2 separate regions of the Oryctolagus cuniculus genome follow, and region 2 is linked to region 1. Evidence: chromatin contacts called from public Micro-C data. All regions are on one chromosome and are shown on one strand. The core of a region is the stretch at or near the end of the contact, and the rest is flanking DNA. Distances in the headings are between cores, read along the strand shown. Region 1 holds the start of ZFP91 (ZFP91 zinc finger protein, atypical E3 ubiquitin ligase). Region 2 holds the start of ZDHHC5 (zinc finger DHHC-type palmitoyltransferase 5).

Evidence for each region. A called contact is a pair of places that touch in the nucleus more often than the background predicts.
Region 2: a contact with region 1 is called in a Micro-C map of ear pinna, with 10 times the contacts expected there. The contact joins the promoter of ZDHHC5 here to the promoter of ZFP91 in region 1. A contact is called at or near these places in 2 of 6 Hi-C or Micro-C datasets (ear pinna and an unstated tissue).

The regions. Positions count from the first base shown.
Region 1 is chr1:13,560,428-13,567,155 of mOryCun1.1, reverse strand. ZFP91 (ZFP91 zinc finger protein, atypical E3 ubiquitin ligase) reads left to right here and starts at 3,777. Exons shown (of 11, transcript XM_051854290.2): 1 at 3,777-4,290. The coding sequence starts at 3,932. LPXN (leupaxin) reads right to left here and starts at 1,001. Exons shown (of 9, transcript NM_001082048.1): 1 at 925-1,001. The coding sequence starts at 937.
Region 2 is chr1:14,477,122-14,483,803 of mOryCun1.1, reverse strand. It overlaps ZDHHC5 (zinc finger DHHC-type palmitoyltransferase 5), which reads left to right and starts at 3,180. Exons shown (of 12, transcript XM_002709166.5): 1 at 3,180-3,521. It overlaps LOC138848926 (a long non-coding RNA gene), which reads right to left and starts at 4,202. Exons shown (of 3, transcript XR_011387103.1): 1 at 3,896-4,202; 2 at 2,859-3,206; 3 at 1-593.

The sequences.
Region 1 (6,728 bases), core at 2,528-5,027:
GTTACTTGCCCTTCTTCCTGTTTCTTCAGCTCTTAAATCAATTTAACTCCAATTTTTTTAAAAAAAATACAATTGCAAGCTGTGGTTTTTGTTGTTTGCACTTTTGATACATCTCAACCATGCACAAGCACAGGAGACCATGCAATCAGCAGAGCTGAGAAATTGGGTAAAGGTTATTTTTGGTTAGGATGCCAGAAACAAAAGTTGGCAGAGTCTATGGAATGAGTCCCAACAATGAGAGACATAATTCTCCAAAGGTTTGAAATAAGGTTTCTCTCTAGGTAACATGACTGATGGCTCTGCTGGTGGTTTTAATTGCCTTGAAGTGCAAAGAAGCATTATATTGTCATGCCACAGTAATCCGTCCTTTTAGAATTTCTCTGAATAAAAAGCTTAGCAACAAAACTCATTGGAGTTACGCCACTATATCTTTTTGATTTAATACTAAATCACAAAAAACTGAAGCCACACTGATCTTTCTCCAACCTCTGCAGATCCCTTTCTCGAATGTCTATTCCATGTCTCCGCCTTGTGACACATTTGCCAATCCCTGACTCCTTTTTTTCACCCAGATCCCGGTTGTCGTTGCCCAGCTGTGTGGCCAACCTAGTATCTCCAGGAGCCCTCAAAGAAGAATATGCCCATAATAAAATGATAATTTTGAAGTGATTCAGTCCAAAGGTATTTGTCTGGAGTATACTTTGTGGTTACCACAGAATTCTCTGCCTATTGTGCCACTACAAAGAGTAAACCCAAAATGTTCCCAATCATAGTTCCTCAGTTCCCTCTTGGTTGAGCAGAGGACAAAAGTGAAAATAAAATCTTCCAACATCTCCCTCAAACAACTAGAAGTATACCCCCGCACATAGAGATGGTGGCTGCTGCTTCATTCCCTCTGTTTCTCCCAAGAAGCTCCTCACTCACCCAATTCCTCCATGGCCCCACACCCAGGATGCTCCGGTCTCACCAGTTGTGAAGAAGAACTGCTTTTGGCATGTGCTGAACAGAAGACCGCAAAGGAACTGAACAAGACAACGTAATGCAGCCTTTATAACCCTTTTTGGTTACTGTATTTGCTTAGCACTTCCTCTCTTTTGATTTGGTGCATTTCTTCTTCTTCTACTTTTTAAGTAGGTCACAGTTTTTAAAAGGAGACTGACTTTGAAAGGCAGGTTGTTAAGATTTAAGTTCTGGCAGTGCATTGGCTATGGTGATAAAGATCCAAAATTAATTTTTCAAAACTTGAGCACCTACTATATGCTGGGATTCATCTTGAATTCATGGGAATAGCCCATTCACACATGTGGTTTTCTTCCAAAGGTACATGTCCCATTGTGCCTGGGCTTCTGCCTTATTTTTTTCCTTCTGTGAACCTAGGGGACCATTGAGGCGAATCCCTTTTAAAATTTCCATAGCAGTTAACTAGCTCCCAGCTACTTTTGCAGTCTGTATTTGCTTAGTTATTCAGAAATTATGCTTACCTGTTTTCCTAGACAGACAGACTGAAAATCCATTAAAAGCAAGGCATAAATGGGTTCATGTTTGGATCTCAGGGGCTGACTGAGCGGATTCAAATGCAAACATCTACAAGGGGCATGAAGAAGGAAACTGGAAAGTTTTAAGATATCGCGCGTGCTTAAACTGCAAATATCTCAGCTGGGCCTAGTTACACAGCTGTGTAGCAGTGTCGGAAAAATACAAGAAATTAACTCTTCACCATTTTTACTCCTGTGACTTCATCTACCTTAAATGAAATAAAACATTACAAAAAGCCTACTTTGAGAAGGTAGTATGTAAACAGCTTTAATTGTAGCTCTGTTAAATATATTTTATCCCATTTCCCCAGTGGTGAAATAGGTTTGTGGAATCGTACTAAAATAACAGAATGTATCATTCTTCTACAACACTGGGGTCTTTTAAAAAAAAAACCAATAATCCATTTATCACTGTATGACTTAAAAAATTCTCTGTATTACTTTAAGCAGCCATTGGATGTCAGTGCTGTTCTAAAAGTCTGCTCACCGAGAAAGCGGTCGGGAAACACTGCCAGGGACGCTGGGCTAGACAATTTTTACAACTGGAAATGACCTTACGGAAATGAAAAAATGTCCCCAAATACTCAATACCAACATAATTTTTTAGCCTAACGTGGTAACTGAGTCAACACATGGGAAGGAAAACGTCCTTCGGCACTCGTCTACGGTTTAACTGAATGATTCATGTGGAACTTAGAACGGGAACCCCGGATCTTGTTTCCGTCCTCTTTCCTGTGGGGCTTCTACCCTCGGAACCCGGAGGCTTTCGTTTTCAAGGGTGAAGCGCTCAGCTCGCCCCTCGCCGGCTGCACCACCCACTGACTTGCACGCGGAAACCCCCTTCGGACGCGCAGAGGACGACTTAGTTCCACACGCCAGGGGCCCAGAGAGCCGCTTCTGACACAGGGACGCGGACGAACCGCAGACCCAGAGGCTCCGGGGCGGCGAGCCGGGGCCCTCAGCCACTCGGCGGAGGTCGCGGAGTCACGCGAACAGCCCACGCCAGCTCCGCGATGCCCCAACACCGCAGCTCTACAAGTCAGCCCACGCCCCGAGATACTAGGTGCCCGATGAGTCCTGGTCATCGTGATATCGAAGACCCGACGGAGCCAGACTCAGTTCCCGGGTCAGACACACGAGGCCCGGACGAGCGTTGCAAACAGGAACGCCGGACTGCCCCTGAGGAGGCATCATCTGGCTACCTCGAAGGAAGCCAAGTCTACTGGGTGGCCATCCCCAAAAAACCAGAGGCCAAGTTACAAAAAAAAAAAAAAGTACTCAGAAGTAACACAGAACCCTCCCGCAGGCAATCCTGCTCGGCAATTGGCTGAACTTTCGAGCCGGGATGTACGCAGGCGTCCTGGCCTAACCCGGAAACACTACCTCCCTCAAAAAGTAAACTACGGTAGCAGAGTAAACTACTTTTCCCGTCGCCAGTCAAAACCTCCCGGCATCCTCTCCGCCTCCGGCTTCCTAATTTTTTTTTTTCTGCACGTATTAGGATAAACAGGACTTCATTTCCCACAATGCACTTGGCTGAAGTTATCGTGCGCATGCGTCGAGGCGGGCCCTCCTTACCCCCCTCGACCCCGCCTCCATTCTGCCGACGCCATTTTTTCGGAGACTTTCATCCGGCAGCCGACGGGGCTTTTTTTCTTAAAGGAGAAGCGACAACTCAAAAAATTTCCCCCTTCTCCCCGCAAGACCTGGCGGCGCTGGGGACAGAAAAGCCAGAGACAGGAAAGTGGGGACGGGGTGGAGACGGAAGGACACCCAGGCTACTTCTGCGGCCTAAGGAAGGGCAGAAAGAGCCCTTGTGGCGTTCGCGGCTCCTTAGGGAGGCAGGTGCGCGCGCAGCCAGCCCGCGCGAGGCGGGGAAAGGTGCGTTTTTTCCCTTCCACCTTCTTCGCGACACCTGCCCCTCCTCCTGCCCCTAGCTCGCGTTGAACTCCGGAGAGGGGGAAAGGTCACTTTGGGATTGTCGCGAGACGCAGCCGTTTAACGGTGAGAACGGGTGCGCGGGGAAGGAAACCTCGCGCGCTCCCTCAGAGCCGTTTCCTGATTGGGTGAAGGGAGAGGTGAGGGAGGGAACCTGGTGCGTCGCTGCGCGTGAGACCGCCAGGGGCGGGGCGAGGAGGCCGTCCCTCCTCTCCTATTGGTCTGCAGAGGTTGTGTGGCGGGCGCGCGCGCGCCGCCAGCGGTAGCGGGCCGTGAGTGGCAGGGGGTGGGGGGGCGCCCTCGGAGCCGGGCGGAGGGGAGGGGGGAAAAGAAGAGCGCAGGGTGAGAGTGAGCCGGACGCTCCGGGAGGCGAGGGGGGCGGGGGGAGCAGCGTCGCGGCCGCCGCCGCCTCCGCCTCCGCCGCCTGGGTCGAGGGGGTGGGGGACGGACGAGCCCTGATGCCGGGGGAGACGGAAGAGCCGAGACCCCCGGAGCAGCAGGACCAGGAAGGGGGAGAGGCGGCGGCGGCCAAGGCGGCTCCGGAGGAGCCCCAACCTCGGCCCCCTGAGGCGGCGGCGGCGACGCCTGCGGGCGCTACGAGCAGCCGCGTGCTGAGGGGCGGTCGGGACCGGGGCCGGGCCGCGGCGGCCGCCGCCGCAGCCGCCGCCGCGGCCGCTGTGTCCCGCCGGAGGAAGGCCGAGTATCCCCGCCGGCGAAGGAGCAGCCCCAGCGCCAGGCCTCTGGACGTCCCAGGGCAGCAGTCCCAGGCCGCGAAGCCCCCGTCTCCAGTTCAGGGCAAGAAGAGTCCGCGACTCCTGTGAGTAACGCAGTCTTTCAGGCGGTGGGAGAGACCCCCTCTGTCCGCACGCAAACCCTCTCGGCTCCCGTAGCGCCTTCTCCACGTGACATCCTGCCTGCGCTGCCCCCTGCCGGCTCCGCACGCCAGGTGTCCCCCGGTTCTCCCGGGCGGCGGCCCGCACCTGCCCGCCGCGCCCCCGGTCGGGCCGCCTCCCCGCCCCCGGGGTCGCGCGGGGCGCCCCTGCCCCGCTCCCCTCTCCCGCCTCTCCCCGCCGCCCGCGGGCCCCTTGCTCCCCTGGCACCCGCACCGCCTTTGTCAGCCTATCCCTTTCCCTTCGGCGGCTCTCCAGTATGACATCACATCCCCATTAGGAAATCCACAGCACGGACCTCGCCTGCGAAAACAAATCGGTCCCGTGGCTGGAGAGCGAGTCGTCCTGCAGTGTCTGTCGCAGCGCTCGCCCTTCTGAGTCTTCACCTGGGTGCTCGCTGTTTGTAGAAATGGTCACATTTAGGGTCAAACGTGGCCGTGCCAATTTCAGGTGTAGGCGCTTCCATAGAACAAAAATTGGGTTCTTCAGCTTCTAACATTTTTTAAAATTTTGCATATACTTAGTGTAGGGGCTTTAATCTTCAAAATTGGACGCCTCTGAAGGGAATTCCGCTCTTACCAAGAGGTGATAGAATAACTTGAACCACCATGAACAAGTGGTCAGGAACATACATATGTTTAAAACGCAAGCTCTTGTTAAGAATACTGAAGCCCTCAAGTTTGTAAGTTCCTGAAGTCAATCCTGTTAGCTATTAAATTGATTACAGAAAACATCATTTATGTTACTTGCCTTTGAAATTAAAAAGTTAGTAAAAGCAGGGAATCTGGAAGGTGGAGAGGGAAAAGTCAATTTTAAGTGTTCCCGTTACACCGGTAGAAATAGTGGCAAGGTTTGGTTACCCTAGACCTAGTATTTTTAAACCTAGAAATAGATACGTTCCAAAATTAAGTCTATGACTTGGCAGCCTTGGCTTAGGAAGCTCTCAGAAAGAGGAATAAAATTTAAAGATGTCTTACTACTACAGTAAGTAGTGCATTAAGTATGCATTCAAATTTTTGAAGGTCATTTAACAGAATTTACCCAATTCGTTGTAAATTCGTTCTGTGGACAACAGAAATCTGTATGTACAGATCAGCTGCAGTTAGAATCTTAATTGCTGTAGGTGCATTTTATGTTGAAAAAACTTGGTTTATTCTTTTATAAATTTGAAAATATTAACCTTATTTGGATATAAATTTCTTGGATAAATTCTTTAGCCTGTCAGTTTCCTTATCTGTATGGGATTATATATGTGGAATAACTGCCATGACACTGAGTTTGTGAGAATTCGAGCATGTGAACTACCGACCACAACGTGTGACACTTTAGTAAAATACTAAGTGAAAGACACTGTATTGAACGATGGGGGCATAGTAGAAGTGTGAGTGGCCAGGGGTGGTGGTTTTCACGTTATTTCTGAAACACACTTTTTTTTTTGTATTATACATAATGGGGTTAATAAAATATTTTTAAAATACTCTTTCATTTTCACATACTACTTGAAAGAGGAATACAGCTGTATCTGTTAAGATACCTAGAGTGGTGGTTTTAACTGCTGTCATGATTTATTTGTTCCCCTAACTCTTGGCAAAGAGTACTAATGAGTCATTTTACTTCCACAATGTAACTATTAAGACAAATGAACTTGAATGAAGATGACTTAATTAAATCCTTAGAGTGTTTTCCTCCTCAAAATTCCCTGTGGGTAAGAAACAAGTCTATAAATTCTTCATGTCCCCACTTCTCTCATCCAGTATCATAACAGATAGTGAAGTTGGTGTTCTCTTAACCACCTTTAGCAAGATAATTATCTCTTGACAGTGCACTGAAAGCTAATTTTAATTGGATTGCTAATTTTTGTCATAGTGTTTTTGTTGAATGTTTTCAATTTTCTGTCTGGCCTGGAAATCAAAGAATCCCAAAACATTTCAGCCTGGCAGTGATCTTTGAGCAGGAGCTGAGCCTGGTACTAGAATCTGAGCTAGGTAGTGGAAACATAAGAGTCTTCAAGGACCTTGCACTGCAAGGGAAGATGCATTAATTGATGGAGATTTTTCAAACAGGTGCATCACTTACCAATTTTCAGTGATATAATACATTTTAAAACTCGTTTTTCCAAAAAAGAAAAAGCAAATAAAACTCCTTCCTACATAATCCTTTCAGACAAGAGGTTTTATCAGTTTATTGAGACCCTGAACTAGATTCATCTGTGTTTTCCAAATATCTTGAGAATTTTAAAAGGGAAGCAAGGAATTTAATCTCTGCATTAGCTGCTTATGCTATTCAGGTCATTTTTCTGTATCTTTCTTTCCCCCCATAAAATCCTAATAATCAGCTGTTGAACCTAGATTTGTTTCTCTTGGTG
Region 2 (6,682 bases), core at 1,931-4,430, 920 kb before region 1:
TACAGGAAGCAGAGCAGCCGCGACTTGGACTGGTGCTCACGTGGGATGCTGGCGTTCCTGGTGGCAGTTTTCACCCGCTGCGCCACAATGCCAGCCCCAAGGCCTATACTTTTCATTTTTATCTTTTAAACCCATTTGTCCATGAACTTTTCTTCAATTCCTGTTATTACTTGTCAGTTGAACTAAAAATGACCCTGTGGTGTGCCATGTACAGGCTAGAAAATGCAACTGAAGAGAATTTCAAAGAGTATCGATTATACTTAAACTAAGCCATTACTTGATATACCTAACAAAGCAATTCACTTGAAATTTGGTGCTCTAGATATTCCATTTTAAAAAATATTTATTTACTTATTTGAAAGGCAGAGTTAGAGGCAGAGGGGGGTCTTCCATTCTCTTTCATTTGCTGGTTCACTCCCCAAATAGCCACAACGGCTGCAGCTCAGCCGATCTGAAGCCAGGAGCCAGGAGTTCCTTCCATGTCGTCTCACATGGGTGCAGGGGCCCAAGGGCTTGGGGCATCCTCCGCTGCTTTCCCAGGCCATGGCAGAGAGCAGGATTCGAAGTGGAGCAGCCAGGACTTGAACCGGCATCTGTATGGGATGCCAGCACCACAGGTGGTGGCTTTACTCACTATGGCACAGCACCGGCTCCCTAGATACTCCTTTTTTTAGTCTGGATTTTATTCTGGACAACTTTTCAGAAGTGGCTGGCAATTGAAACCTTATGTCCTATTAAACATCCTTTCCAGCAAATAACTTCAATCATCTAAAGAAAACTGGACAAGAAAATAGACTCTCCAAATCTTGGGGTGATGATTATGCCTCTGTTGGTGCTCATCTAGCTAAGAAAGAGGTTTGCAACCCAGTATTCTAGTGTCCTGGAGTGATCCTTATGTGTAGTTGGATGGTGGAATGTTAACTTCTCCTCCCCTTTCAGCACAGTCTAGCCAACAGACATCCATAATTACAGGTTCTTAGTTAAAAGTAGGAAAATAAAATTTTAATTTGTGAGGTGAAGAAATGAGAACATCTTAAAATCGGAGTCAAATAGACACCTGGAAAATGAAAGTTAACTTCCTGTGAAGGAAACAACATGGTGACAGGTAAAAAAATAAGTAAAAATTTTCTCTCTGGTAACATTTTTTTAAAAAAAGAATATGAACTGGGACTGGTGCAGTGGCGTATCGGGTAAAGTCGCCGCATGCAGTTCAAGCCCCGGCTGCTCCACTTCCGATCCAGCTCTCTGCTATGGCCTGGGAAAGCAGTGGAAGATGGCCCAAGTCCTTGGGCCCCTGCACCCATGTGGGAGGCCCGGAAGAAGCTCCTGGCTTCTGATAGGCGCAGCTCTGGCCACTGTGGTCATCTGGGGAGTGAACCAGCAGATGGAAGACTCATTCTTTCTCTCTCTGCTTCTGCCTGTCTGTAACTCTTCCTCTCAAATAAATAAATACATCTTTTAAAAAAATATGTATTCATTTATTTGAAAGGCAGGGAGCTGGATCAGAAGTGCAGCCGCCAGGACTGGAACCTGTGCTCCTGAGATTCCAGTGTCGCGGGTGGCAGCTTCACCTGCTGTGCCACAACACTGGCTCCTCCAGCAACTTAAATTTACCTGGTAGAGGGTTAGCCAAGGTGGGGAACTTTCTTCCTTCCTTTCCTCCCTCCCTCCCTCCTTCCTTTTTTCTTCTTTCTTTTTCTTTCTGCCTCTCTCTCTCTCTCTCTCTCTCTCTCTCTCTCTCTCTCTCTCTCTCTCTCTTTCTACCAAGGACCTTATAACATCAGTAGTGGTCTCTTTCTTTTTACCAAGGACCATTTGATACTTATAACATCAGTAGTGGGACATACAAAGTTATCAACTTAAAAATTAGCCTTCCATAGATTTATGGAATTTCTAGTGCTGCCTATGGTTGCCAGAACAAATGATTCTGTGGGCCTTATACGACCTGAGGGCTGGATGTTTCCCACCCTTGGAAGACTTAAAAATATACACTGATTAAAAAGAACTCTCCAGGGAGTTGCAATAAATGCTGGATTGAAGCCCTTAACAAGAATGAGCCAGAACTGATGACATGTGCTTTCTGTAAGTCAGAGAAGGAACCGGACGAGACTCCAGAAAACAGAAGGCCGCCCTTGGCCTTTTGGTGCCCAGTGTTAAAATGTCAGCAACGGGGCAGTCAGCAGGACTTAGCATCGCCTCTGAAGCTAAGGAACCACGGCTTCAGAGAAGTGGGCGGGGGACACCTTTTGGAAGGTGCTGCCTTCAGGAGAGGAATGGCCAGAGGACACGTGGCACTGCTGTTGGGTTCATCGGGGTCTCGGGCTAATAACCGCTGCGCTCTACGGACACCTGGCCAGCAGCTCGCTAGGGACTGGGGCTGTTTAAGAGAGCCCGGTATTTCCTGCTTGTCTTCTCTAACTAGGTGAGGTCAGGGGTGCGGGCGCTCCACCCGCCGTGTGGCCGTGGGAAACTAATGGAGTTAAGGGCAGCCTGGACTCGGCCGCCGCTGGCACTCGAGGCTCCGAGGCTCGTGCCGGCTCTCCTCCGCCTTTCTCCCCGGCCCCTCGGCAGGAGCTTCGCCCCACACTGCCTCTTCTCGTCCGGGCGCCCCCTCCGTGTGGGAGCCACAGCCCGGGCCATTCCGCCACCCGGGCACAGGGGACTCGCAGAGGCGAATACTTCGCCAACATCGTTTTAAATAAAGTTTTTGCCATCAAAAAAGGGAGGGGGCGGGATGGAAGGAGGCCTACTTAATCGCCAAGCGGTTGGCCAACGCGTGAAGGGGCGAAGCAGGAAGACCGCGAGACTCATCGGTGATTGGTCAGGCTAGAAGCCTGTCTGGACTGTACCACACTTACTTGGAGGGGGGGTTGGCAAATTCGAGAGACGAGCTGCTTGCTTGTGAGTACTTCCAGCACACACGCATAATTCTTTTTTATTTCCGAGGGTTTCCGTTAGGATACAACAGGGACAGAAAACAAGGCGCAGGAAACGGAGGGAGTCTCCCGGCCATTTCCTCATTCTCGACTCCCGCACAGTATGCCGACCCTGCTCGCCTAGTCGTCAGCGGAACCCGACGCCCTTGCGCGCGCGTTCTCGTCTTCTTGCGTGCGTACGGCGCTGTGCTCCTACAGCCAATCAGACGGCGAGGTCGCCGCGGTCGCCGCGGTTCGCGCGCACGCCCCAGAGGGGAGACGGGGTGGGGGCTGTGGGTGAATGGGAGAGTGAGCAGGGGCGGGCGCGACGGCGTGAGCCGCATGAATGAGAGAAACGTGCCCAGCGCGAGACGTCGCGCGCGCCCGGGCCAGGGAGCCAATGGGAACGCTGGGAGGGCTCGAGACCCGGCACTGAGCGCAACGGCCGCGCGCCGGCTCGCTGACGAGCGTCGCCAGGCGGGAGCGCGCGGGAGCGGGGCGGGCGTGGAGCGTGCGGGGGCCGCGCGCTGCCTCTCAGAGGCCGGACGGCACTGCCGGGAGGCGGCGGTGACAACGACGGCGGCGGTGACGGGCGCCGCTCCGGGGGTGAGTACCGGGGACGCCGGCCCCTGCGGAACCGGAAGTGCCGGGCCAGTGAGGTGGGAGGGGAGAGTGACCTCTAGGGAAGGGGGACCGGAGCGGGGGAGGGGGTTAAGGCCCCGGCCCTGCTCCAGGCCGGGTCATCCAGCCGCGGCAGGGACCCGTGGGCCCCTGAAACGGCCGACGAGTCGAGGCTGGGATCCAGGGCCGCCGGGGCTCGGGACCGGGTAGTGCCGGGCCGCCGGGCTCCGGACTGCGGTCTTCGGAGCCTGGCACCCAGCCGCCGCCCCTTCCGCCCCCGGCCCTCCGCCGCTCGCTCCCCCAGCCTCGGTGGGCCCCGCCGCCGCGGATTCCGCCCTCTGGGGCTCCGTGGACGTTACCTGTGCCCGGGGACGGGTTCGGTGCCGTTCCCCCTTTGACCGTGCGTTTCGAGTTCTCCACTCGAGCTTCGTCCTGTAACCTGTGCTTTTCCACCCTCCAACCCCACCGGCCGAGGGCTCCGTGCTGCCAGTACTTTGTACTTTTTGCCAGTGGAGCCCGAACGTGTTCGCCGGTGTTTTTACCTGTAGGGATCTCTTTGTGGGGCGGGGGGTGAGGGTGTCTCACCCCCTTGACCGATTGAAAACACGGCCGCGAGAAGGAAGAAAGTGGCTCAAAGTTACTGACTCCAGATCGTTTTTTTGCCCTGCGTTTTTCACTTCCTGGTTAATGCCATCTTGCCCAGGTTGATTTCACGTTTGCATTCCCACCTTTTATCCCGATTAGCCCTTCAGTCCTGTGTCGGATTTCTAAGGAGGGCTCGCTATAGGCCATTCCAGAGAACCCGTCAAGTGTTTACAAGAATTGTATTGCCATGTACTTTGCTACCTTGATATATAGTGATAAAATCCACATTAAACTTTTGACTCTTTTTTTTCCCCCCGATATCTCAACATGGATTATTCCATGGCACTTCAATGGCTGTGTTTTTAGCTTTTCCTGTATTGTGCTGTTACACCACCTTGTTTCAGCAAGCAATGTCTGTGTTGCCAGGGATACTGTTCGGATCCCTTAACCCCTTTAAGGAGGTATTTGTGTTCAATCTTATTAAAGCTCTCAAAGTACGTGTCCTATAGTATTCGTTTTATATGTGCATATTTTCATTCCATAGTTGACCGTGTGCCTGAATATGTCGCATATGCCCTTGTATATTTTTTGATACTGATGTGGATCCACGCTGTTGCCACTGTTGAACGACATTTACCCTTCCAATCTCATCCCTGCCATCTGCAGTAGATCCTTCTGCTAAGACTTAGTATGTCTCTCTACATACCCAGGAAATTTTTAGGTTTCATCCTGCCCCTTCTTTTAAAATATTTATTTATTTGAAAAGCAGAGACAGACGCAGAGACAAACCTTGCATCTGCTGGTTCACTTCCCAAATGCTTGCAGCAGTCCAGGTTAGGCTTGGCTGAGGCCAGGAGTCCTGAATTCAGTCCAGGTCTCCCATGTGGGTGACAAAGCCCAGTCCTTAAGCCATCACCTGCTGCCTCCCAGAGTGTGCATTAGCAGGAAGCTGGGTTGGAAGGAGAGGAGGCCAGTGTGGGATGCAGGTGTCCCAGGCAGCATCTTAACAGCTGTGGTAAATGCCCGCCCCTGAAGCCCTGTTTTTAAGGACAGAAATGATGAATCTTGAAGGAAGGTGCCTTTGCTTTCCATGCCACAGGTGAGAACGAAAATGATGAATTCAAGGTACATTTGTATTTTTATTATCCAAATTTTCTGATACTTTCAATCTCTACCTCTGGCATTAAGAAATACCAGACTGCTTGAGGAGAATAAAATTGCTTTGTTTTTAAGTTCTAACTTCAGTAAATTTTGTGGTGTACAGATTTCAAGTTGTCGTCATTGGGCAGTTAGTATAGTGGATAAACAAGAGGTAGAAAGGGTTTGTCAGCAAAGGGGCATGTGAACTCTTGGCTTCTGAACCTGGCTGCCCAAGTGATTCAGTGGAGTGCCCTCAGGCATTCTCTAGCCTTCAATTTTACAGAGTGGGATAAGGGACTGTGTCACCAGATAATGTGAGTAAAGTGCTTTGAGATCACTAGATGAAAAGCATCCTATAAAGTCAGGGTGCTGATGTTATTTTGTTACTATCATCAACAGAAGTAATTGTTACTTTTAATCATATTGGGGTAGGTGGGGCTCACTTTACTTCCTAATAGGCCAATGTAGGAATGAAAAACTTTTGAATTGGAAAGAAAGGGACTAACCTTTATGGTAGCTTCAGCTTCTCATAGATGGGATCTCATCTATTTGATGCAAGGTCCTTAGTGGGTGATCCCAGAAGACCAACAATTCAACTTCTGCCTCCTCAGTATCATAACTACAAGGCACAGAGGGATAAGGGAGAGACATACACAAAAAGGAAATGAGACTTGCTGTCCTAATATGAGTTGGGTTTTTCATTTTTCGTTGTAGCAATACTGTGTCCAAAGAGAAACCTCTGTTTTAGGCCCTCCCTTTACAGTTGTACCCTTGTTTTTAGTTTTTGACTTTTTTTTTTTAAGATTTATTTATTTATTTGAAAGAGTTACACAGAGAAGGAGAGGCAGAGAGAGAGAGAGAGAGTTCTTCCATCCGCTGATTCACTCCCTAATTGGCCGCAGCGGTCAGAGCTATGCCAATCCGAAGCCAGAAGCTTCTTTCAGGTCTTCCCCGTGGATGCAGGGGCCCAAGGACATGGGCCATCTTTTATTGCTTTCCCAGGCCATAGCAGAGAGCTGGATTGGAAGTGGAACAGCTGGGACTCAAACTGGTGCCCATATGGGATGCTGGCACTGCAGGCAGCAGCTTTACTCGCCACACCACAGCACCGGCCCTTTGACTGTTCTATATTTATTGCTGCTTGTTTGTGTCAGAGGAGATGGGTCCCTTACAAGAACTAGTTCTTTGATGACCTTAGACCAAGTAAAACCATGTTCTCCTTGTTCTGATCTCAACAGCACTTAGAATTCTGAGTAGAGGATTTTAAATCCTTTTTTTCCTCCCCATTCCGAGTCCTTTCCCACATACATATAAGAGAAGTGGAAAATAATCTTTCTTTCAAAACACATTTTTTTAACAGAGTAGCCTGTGGAACTTTTAGCCTTGTTCTTAAGAAATGCCCTGAAAGGATTTTTTGATAG